Regions from separate parts of the Neogale vison genome. Here region 1 is linked to region 2. Evidence: chromatin contacts called from public Hi-C data. All regions are on one chromosome and are shown on one strand. The core of a region is the stretch at or near the end of the contact, and the rest is flanking DNA. Distances in the headings are between cores, read along the strand shown. Region 1 overlaps CELF4 (CUGBP Elav-like family member 4). Region 2 overlaps CELF4 (CUGBP Elav-like family member 4).

The links. Hi-C and Micro-C count contacts between places; a contact is called where the count stands out from the background.
Region 1: a contact with region 2 is called in a Hi-C map of fibroblasts, with 3 times the contacts expected there. The contact joins two enhancer-like sites. A contact is called at or near these places in 2 of 3 Hi-C or Micro-C datasets (fibroblasts and muscle).

What each region holds. Positions count from the first base shown.
Region 1 is chr3:158,890,981-158,895,084 of ASM_NN_V1, forward strand. All of the region lies in intron 2 of CELF4 (CUGBP Elav-like family member 4), which reads left to right. Among named protein-coding and RNA genes, the nearest start is that of CELF4, 210 kb to the left of the region's middle. Within about 2 kb of position 2,526, the one cell type or tissue checked has open chromatin away from gene starts, as enhancers often do. A contact at or near this core is called in fibroblasts, where this site is marked.
Region 2 is chr3:158,759,742-158,763,788 of ASM_NN_V1, forward strand. CELF4 (CUGBP Elav-like family member 4) reads left to right here. Exons shown (of 13, transcript XM_044243128.1): 2 at 1,464-1,546. Among named protein-coding and RNA genes, the nearest start is that of CELF4, 77 kb to the left of the region's middle. Within about 2 kb of position 1,535, the one cell type or tissue checked has open chromatin away from gene starts, as enhancers often do. A contact at or near this core is called in fibroblasts, where this site is marked.

The sequences.
Region 1 (4,104 bases), core at 1,276-3,775, 130 kb after region 2:
CACTAGTGATATCCCTTGAGTTAAGCCATAACCTCTTCAGTTTGTACGACATGGTGGTGGTCACAGAGATAGTCTCTCGGCTGGGCTTGGCATTAACATGGTGAGGGGGCGGGATGTCAGGTAGAATAACAGACAGCCCTTGCACCTTGCAGGGTCTATTGGAGAGAAACTGATTTCCACTTCACAACTTTCTAGAACTACACCAAAAATTCCACACCGTGGCCTGGGAGACTGAGAGTGGGTGGAGCGATCTGTCTTTCTTCCTGGTTAGATTCAGACAAGAGCATGTTTCTGTCACTGGGTGGAAATCCCTTCGCCCTGTGACATAGCTGCTTATGCTAAAGATGGGGGTGGGGATGATGGAAAACGACCCCTCACCTGCGTTTTTGCCCTGGCCTGGGGGCAGGCGCCCCCAGACGGAAGCATTTCCCCCTTGGGTCCTCTGAGACAGAGGCAGGGTTTCAATCAAGAGGGGAGTGAAAATCCTTTCACTGAGTGAGGGGACGAACGAATGCTGTGGGGAGCAGATGTCCCAACTGCACGTGTGGAACCGGGCAGCAGGGAATGAAGTTAGAGCCCCGTGAAGAGCGGCCTGGAAAGAGAGGCAGGCGTCTGGGGACCAGAGGCTGCTGGAGCAGGCGCTTTGTCAGGGTGAGGCAGAGCTCAGACCCGGGAGGCTCCAAGGCCAGGATGACTCAGGAAAGGCCGGCAGCCGGGCGAGGAAGGGGACAGAAGCTCCAGTAGGGGCGCGGCCGCGGAGGCCGCGACGGAGGCGAGACTCGGGGCGCGCGGAAAGGGACGCAGGAGAGAGGCCGTCGCGCGACACCCCGGGCCAGCCAGCTGCAGAGCGGGACGGGGGCGTGGGGCGGCCGGGGCACGGGGGAGACAATGAGATGGAGAGAAATGAAGCGGGACCCGGCCTGAAGCCTGGGGTCGCGGGGCCGGCAGGCGGGGCGGCCCGGCCGTCGGGGGTGACAGCTCTGGCATTTCGAAGGGCACCCGGGGGCCAGCGCCTGCCTTGAGGAGATCTCGGGAGCTCGATAGACTTTCCAAACCTAATTAGTGTTTAATGGTCTGGAGAGACGCCGCATCCGCCGTCACCGGCCGCACCACGCCGTCCGGCTTCAGATTCTTAATTAACCTTTAAGGAGATGGTCGGCTGGTAGCCGCCTGGGGAGGCCACGTGCATCCCCAGGGGCGTGCACGCGCCAGGGCCCGCGGGCTCCCTGGGGACACCGTCCCACGCAAGCGTCTGAGCGTGACTCCAGCACCCCCCCTCTACCCAAGCAGGCTTTCGAAAATGCTTCCCAATGAGGTGTGGCCGACTGGGACCCCCGCGGCGGGAGAGGTAGGGAGGGGCCGGCCGCGCTCTAACCCGCTGGGGAGAACCGAGAGGAAAGGAAAAACGCCCCGGTCGTTAGCCATTGCCGCAAACGCAGCCGTTAGGGGGCGCAGTCCGGCGGGGAGCCCCCGCACTGAGCATGGCCTCCAGGGACCACAGGGGGTGACCTGGATGCAGGGGAGGCGTGGGCGTGGGTGGCCATGAGACTGAGGGGGACCTCTACCCCTGGAGGAGGTGGGCTTTATTAGCCTGTGAGCTGGGGGAGTCCCAAAACGGTCCTGGGCGGTTCATGGTTCATGAAGTGTCCTGCTTCCTGCAAAAAATATGGAACCAGGCAGGATGAGGGGAAAATCCAGGACAATCCAGGTAGTGCCTGAAATAGGGTCAGATTCCAACCTGAGGGATCCGAGGGTGCTGGAGGGTGTGAGCCTGGCCATGGGTGGTGGCAATGACATTCATAAAGCCAGACAACCCACCGAGGGACTCAGGCTTTGGGCTGGAGATCTCGTGTGCCTATGGGACAGCCAAGGGAGAATGAACAAGGGGATCTAGAATGTGACAGGGAAAGAGGGTAGGGATGTGGTGGGGGATTTGGAGTTGTCTCCAGGAGTGTGCAAGTTGAAGAGAAGGGGATGGGAAAGTCTCAGATGGGAGAGAGAGGAGAGGGGAAGGGGCCAGCCGCATGTGGGAGAACCCACAGAGGTGTGGAATTGGGAAGAGAAGCAGAAGGCGGCTCAGTGGAGACAGGTTGGGGGTGGGGCAGTGGGGGGATCCAGCACCGCATGGAGAACAAACCCACGCACTTCAGGACCCCACCTCACATACCCTCACCCTACACACACCCGACTCCACATATACCTCATCTCACACAACACACGCATCACACACCTTATGTACACACCACAGTCAGCCCCTCACACTGCATACACTTACTTGTACACACATACAAGTCCCCTCACACCTGTACCTCTCACTCCCAGTCACCCACTTCTCACACATCCACATTCTTGCACACCCATTCACTTGTCCACCCCCCTTCACGCTCTCCAGCCCTTACACACACACCATCACACTCATACCTAAGCCTGACACACTCATGGGCACTTTCTATGACCCAGAGACCCTGGCGTGTTCAGGGAGGAGGGCCATGATCGATGCTTATTAATGAAGCTGCCCCAGAGATGGCTAATTGATGGCGGTGTGCGGCTGTTGTCTGGAATTTAACCTGATTCATCATTTAGCCTGTTGGAGGCTGGAGAGCTGTGTTAATTAATGCCAGGAAAACAGACTTGGATGAGCTGGCGGTGCAGCCTCATATTAGAAAACGGAGAGCAAGGGGCAGAGGGAGGGAGGGGGAGAAAGAGAGAGAGAGAGAGAATGATTAAATCTAAAGCTCAGAGACAAAACAAATTCCAAAAAGCAAATGTCGGTGCCATTTCTAGGATGACTCAGGCTTGTGCTTGGCCGGCATCATCAGGCTGTGGTGTGGGGATTAAGAGCAATTTCCTCTAGATTTGTCATTTACTTGGTGTAGGCTTTGTTTTCTCCTGTAACTCGCCTGGGGACTGACTCTCCAGGCCTCCCACTGAGTGTGGGGAGATGGGGAGGAGGGGTCCCAGGTCAGGAGAGGGTGGTGGGGAAGGCAGAACTCCTCTCCTGGTCATGGAGGGGACTCAGCCTGGCAACACAGTCCACAGTCCCAGAGCAACCTCCTAGAGCAGGATGGGTTGGGGGGGAGGACTCGTACCTGGCTCAGGGGCAGGCTGAAGGGAAATACAGACAAGAAAGTGGGCCTTGAATAACACAGGTGAGGGGCTCTGTCCAGCCTCCAGGGCCAGGGTGCTCACTCCCCTTCCCAGTCCTGCCAAATCAGCTTAAGAGTCTCAGAGTCTAAATCAGAAAGGCAGTGGTTCCTCTGCGGCCTGGGAGACATCAGATCCAGCCAGAGAGAGCCCCTTGAGGCCCAGAACTCAAGGGCCAAGGGCCCTAGAGAGGTGTGAGCTCTCAGGGGAAGGACCAGTGAGCTGATGTGAAGGGAGGGCTGTGAGCATGTTTTGGTGGAAGAAACCAGTTCTGAGCTCTACACAGCTGAGGGTAGCCTTGGAACACGGCCTTGACTTGCCTGGTGGAGCTCTGGTATCAGAGCAGATGAGGGGAAACAAAGGGAGGCCGGTTAGGGCTGGAGATGTGTCCTCTATAATCACTAGGGCTGACTAGCTTGGATTTAGGACACCCCTTGCAGAAGGGAGCCCCAACCCCCACCAGTGCAGTGTGGGAGCAGCTACTGAAGAGCTGAGGAAGGGAATTCCACGTGAATGGGTGGCTGGTGCCCGCCAACTATGGGGCCACGTGGCTGGGCATTTTGGGACTCAGTTATGCTGCAGCGCGGCACTGAGGGCAGAAGGGGTGGTGCACGGCTGGGGGACAGGAAAGGGAAGGGCTTAAACACCATTTCAGCAAGGCCCTTTTGCAGACCAGGTGTGAGCTTCTGGAGGGAAGGGCCATGTCGTTGAGGTTTGCTTTGCCATCCTTGTGCCAGAGAACAGGGGCTGGCCTACAGAGACGTTCACTAAGCACTGGATGAGTGGATGGATGGATGGAAGAACAAACTTAGTGGTCCATCAAAGCAATAGGCTCCAGGGGCACCTGGCTGGCTCAGTTGGAAGAGCGTGTGACTCTTGATCTTGGGGTTGTGAGTTCAAGCCCCACATTGGGTGTGATGATCACTAATTTTTTTTTTTTTTTTGTAATAAATAAAAATA
Region 2 (4,047 bases), core at 285-2,784:
AGGCTCCACCAGCCTGCAGACCTCACCGGAAGAGGGCCTAGGCCACAGAGCCTGGCACACAGCAGGCACCTGGGAAGTAGTTAACAAATGGCCAGAGAATGGGTGGTTTGGGATGGACGTGAGGTTGTCTGGGGATGGACCAGAGCGGTCAAGAAGGGCTGCTCAGAATCAGGGGAACTTGATCGGATTCTGGAAAGAAGGGTGGGATTGGAAGATGAGAGCATGGGCCAAGAAGGCGTACCAGGGGAGAAGATCGTGAGAACAAAGGAAGAGGGGCAGTGGACGGGAAGAAGCCTGGGAAACAAGGGAGGTGGCCAGGCTGCAGGGTGCTTCGGAAAGCTTGAGGTGACGGTCCCCAGGAGACTAAAACCTTCTGTTGGCCAAAGCTGGCTTTTTGACTTCCCCTATGGCCTAGGTCTTACAGGCCTCAGAAGCCATACTCAGCCATGTCTACAGGCAGAGGAAGACGCCCCTGACACCTGGCTATTTGTGGGAACTGCCAGAAAGACTCTCCTACTAGCAAGCATGCTCTTTGCTTGGTCACCATGCCTGAAGGGCCAGCAGAAAGAGTCACCCCGTGAGTTAGGTACATTGTTCTGTAAAATGCAGATTCCCTGGTGAGGCACGGTCAGTCACTTAAGGGGAAAACTATACTGGAGTGACCGCGGAGCCCAATGGGTCAGCCCTCTCAATGCACACACGAGGAGACTGAGGCCGCACAGGGGACGGAATTTACCAGGGTCGCCCAGGGAATTAGAGGCAGAGCAAGAGTGGGCCTCAGCTCCTGTTGAGCGTTGATGGGCTGGATATGCCCAAGAAGCCCTCAAACTGGAGGGGTGTGGAGATGTCACTGCACATGGGGTGGCAGAGGACACATGGACAGCCCCACTCACTTTATTAGTACAGACAGGCTTAGGGTCCTCCCTACGGATGGAGACTTTATTTGGCAGGGGCAGGTCTCGAGGGTCCTTCCATCATCCCTGATAGAGCAGCCGGCAGCACTCCGGAAGGGGCCAGAACGAGTTCATGGCGCAATGTGACTAGAAGTGGGGGGGTGAGGGCTGGGAGCTGTCCCTTCCAGGAGGTACTGGGTGTGGAGCTAAGACAAAACAGCGGGGGAGGGGGGTGAAGAAGGGAGAGAAGGGAGCGAGAGGCCGAGGCACGGGGCACAGGGACAGGAAGGGACCCGCGGGGTGAGGGGGCGGGGGCGTGGCGGGGGGGAAAGATGCAGGGTGGGGAGACTTCGGCGAGTGAGCAAAACTGAAAAGCAACGCGAGGGACAAAAAGCAGACAGACAAGAAAACGGAGAGGCAAGAAAGCTCCAGTGGAGTGCACAGGAGAGAGAGAGGTGGGGAGAGGGACCCAGAGCGGGGAGGGGCCGAGACTGGAGGGCGGTCGAGAGGGCGCGTCGGCGGCCCGGGGGCGCCCCACTGACCCTTCTCGGCGCTTGCTTCCCTCCCTAGGCTGCGCTTTCCTCACCTACTGCGAGCGTGAGTCAGCGCTGAAGGCCCAGAGCGCGCTGCACGAGCAGAAGACTCTGCCCGGGGTAAGTGGCGCCCGCCGAGGCGCGAGCGACCGACGCGCCGACAGGGGGCGACTTCAGGAGGCCGGGCTGCGTCGGGGCCGGCGGGGGGGATCGTGGGCCCCGGGCGCGCGCCTGCCTCGGCTCCGGAGCTGGCGCGCCGCCCCCGGCGCCCCCAGAAGCCTGGAGGCGCGGGGCCGGGACAAGGGAGCGTGGGCGCTCTGAGCTTGCCCCGCGGCTTCCTCAGCCCGCCGTCCAGGCCCGACGGAATCCCGGGCGGGGGGCGAACGCGGCCGCGGCCACGGAGCTGGGGCGCGGCTCCTCCCCTGGCCCTCCCGACGCCTCCGATCTGGTCCCTTCTCCGCGCACTTCCCGCGCGGGCAGCCGGGGCGGGGACGCAGGGTGCCCTGGGTCCCCGGAGCCCGGAGCAGGCTCCGCCGGCCCCACGGGGCCGCCCGAGCGCCAGCGGATCGACGTCGGACACGGACTGTTCCTGGGGCGGGGGTGGGGGCCGGGGCGGGAGGGGGCGCCTCCTCCCCCAAGCTCGGCGCCGCAAGTGAGATCACCGCGGTTTATTTAAGGAGCCAGCTCTCGTCTTTGATAAACTATCGCGCCTCAGCCCTGGTTTATAGCTTCTGTGCGGGGGAGAAGAGAATTATTTATGGCCCCCCTAACTGGGTGTGATATCAGCCATGGCTATTATCGCGGCTAGTTCATCACCATAAAATAAGAAGTGTTCCTCGGGTCAAGGGTCTGCGCGGTCTCTCCTGTGGGTTCAGAGAGATGGGGGGGGGGGGTAGATATACGGCTCACCGAGTATCTAAAGATAAATGGAAAGATGTGAGTGTTGGTGGGCATTATTTAAAGAATTTGCAAATATACCGTGGTTAAGCTTATACAATGGACACTGCAGGGGAGCACGTGTATTCTGTGTGTGTGCTCACCGGTGTTTACACATGCATGTTTACATTCTTACCGAGCAAACCCGTATGTAAACACACGTTTCCATTTCTGCCCCACAGCGGGAAAGGTTAACCAGGTAGACAGAAAATGCAACCCTGGGTCGGGGCAGCTTTCCTTTGCATCACAGATCCTTCTTTACCCATTGAGGGGAGGGGAGGGCCTTCCTTCCATTAAGGCAGCCTTTGTATTGTATTTTGGTACTTGTGATTGCAAAGCACGGGGCTGAGTCATCTTAATAACATACCCGCGGATGCAAATGTATGGAAATCGTGCACCGCACAGGTTTTTGTGTGGAGCCCAGCTCTGGCACGGTGGCCATTCCCCAGTTGGTTTTTTAGTGGCGCGGCTACACGCACATATATTATAGTAATTACTTTCTGGGTGCCCTCTGTAAGATGGCAGAAATATGCTCCACATCGCCCCATGTTATGTGTGAAGCATAAAGCCATATTGTAAGATAATCAAAGCCTTTGAGAAAGGTTTGTGCTGATTAATAAAGTGTTTATAGTACTTTGTTTTGGGGGAGATTGTGATAGATATTTTAGAACCACCCAAATGGAAGAAAATACCGTATTGTTTTGGGAGGCCCTTCATCAGCCTGAGAGAGATTGCCGGGGAGTTTTGTGATGGCTAAAAGCTGGGAATTAGATGGAGAAACAGAAAGAGAAGGTGGGAGGGAGACACTCAGGATTTTGAAGGGGGAGAGAAAGGGGACTGGGAGAATTTCAGTAGCAAGTGTGGATTGTTCAGGATCTAACATTAACTTGTGGTTGTTTATTTTACATATAATAGAATAGCTAAATGATGGAGTGTATTAGTTCTTTAATAATTTATAGAAATACTTTGATGTTGCAGTAATTACATTAAAGGTCACATATCAAAGGTAATTTGGTTGAGCAGCTGTGATGGTTTCTCAGAAGCAATCAATACCACTGTCCGTGGTGCTGATTTCACCAAGGGGCCTGCCAGATTAAAGCAGGCTTATTACCAGGCAGAAAGGCCCAGGGGAAATCAGGAGCACATTGGAGCGACGCGCCAGCCCCCCTTCCGCCGATAATTAACACTGTTCCCCATAATCTGCGCTAATCCTTCATACTGGGAGATCCAGTGGCATTTTTCTGAAATCACAAAGACAAGTTGGGCAAGTTTGGGAGAAAGGACAAAAAGAAACGTGAATGTATGTTGGGAGATGGGAGGGGTGAGGAGAAGCCAGTGGTGGAGCTAAAACATAGCCTGGAGTCCCCTTGCAGTGCCTGGAATGCTTGTTCTTTCTTCAAAGGCCTCACAGGGAGACCCGTGGCCTCAAAGACCTCATCACAATTCTCAGGGAAGGCACAGCCTTCGGGGGTGGGTGGGCAGGGAACGGGGTGGAGGGACATAGAGAAAAGACAAGATTGAAGCTCAAACTTCCCAGGGCCTATTGTCTCCACCCACATTCACATGGAAACAAATGAAAAACAAAATGACCAAATAAAATTATGCTTTAAAGTGGATTCCAGAAAGCAGAACTGGTGTTATTATTGTGGTTCTCTCCTTTGAGATCAGAGAAAGTATGAGGCTAG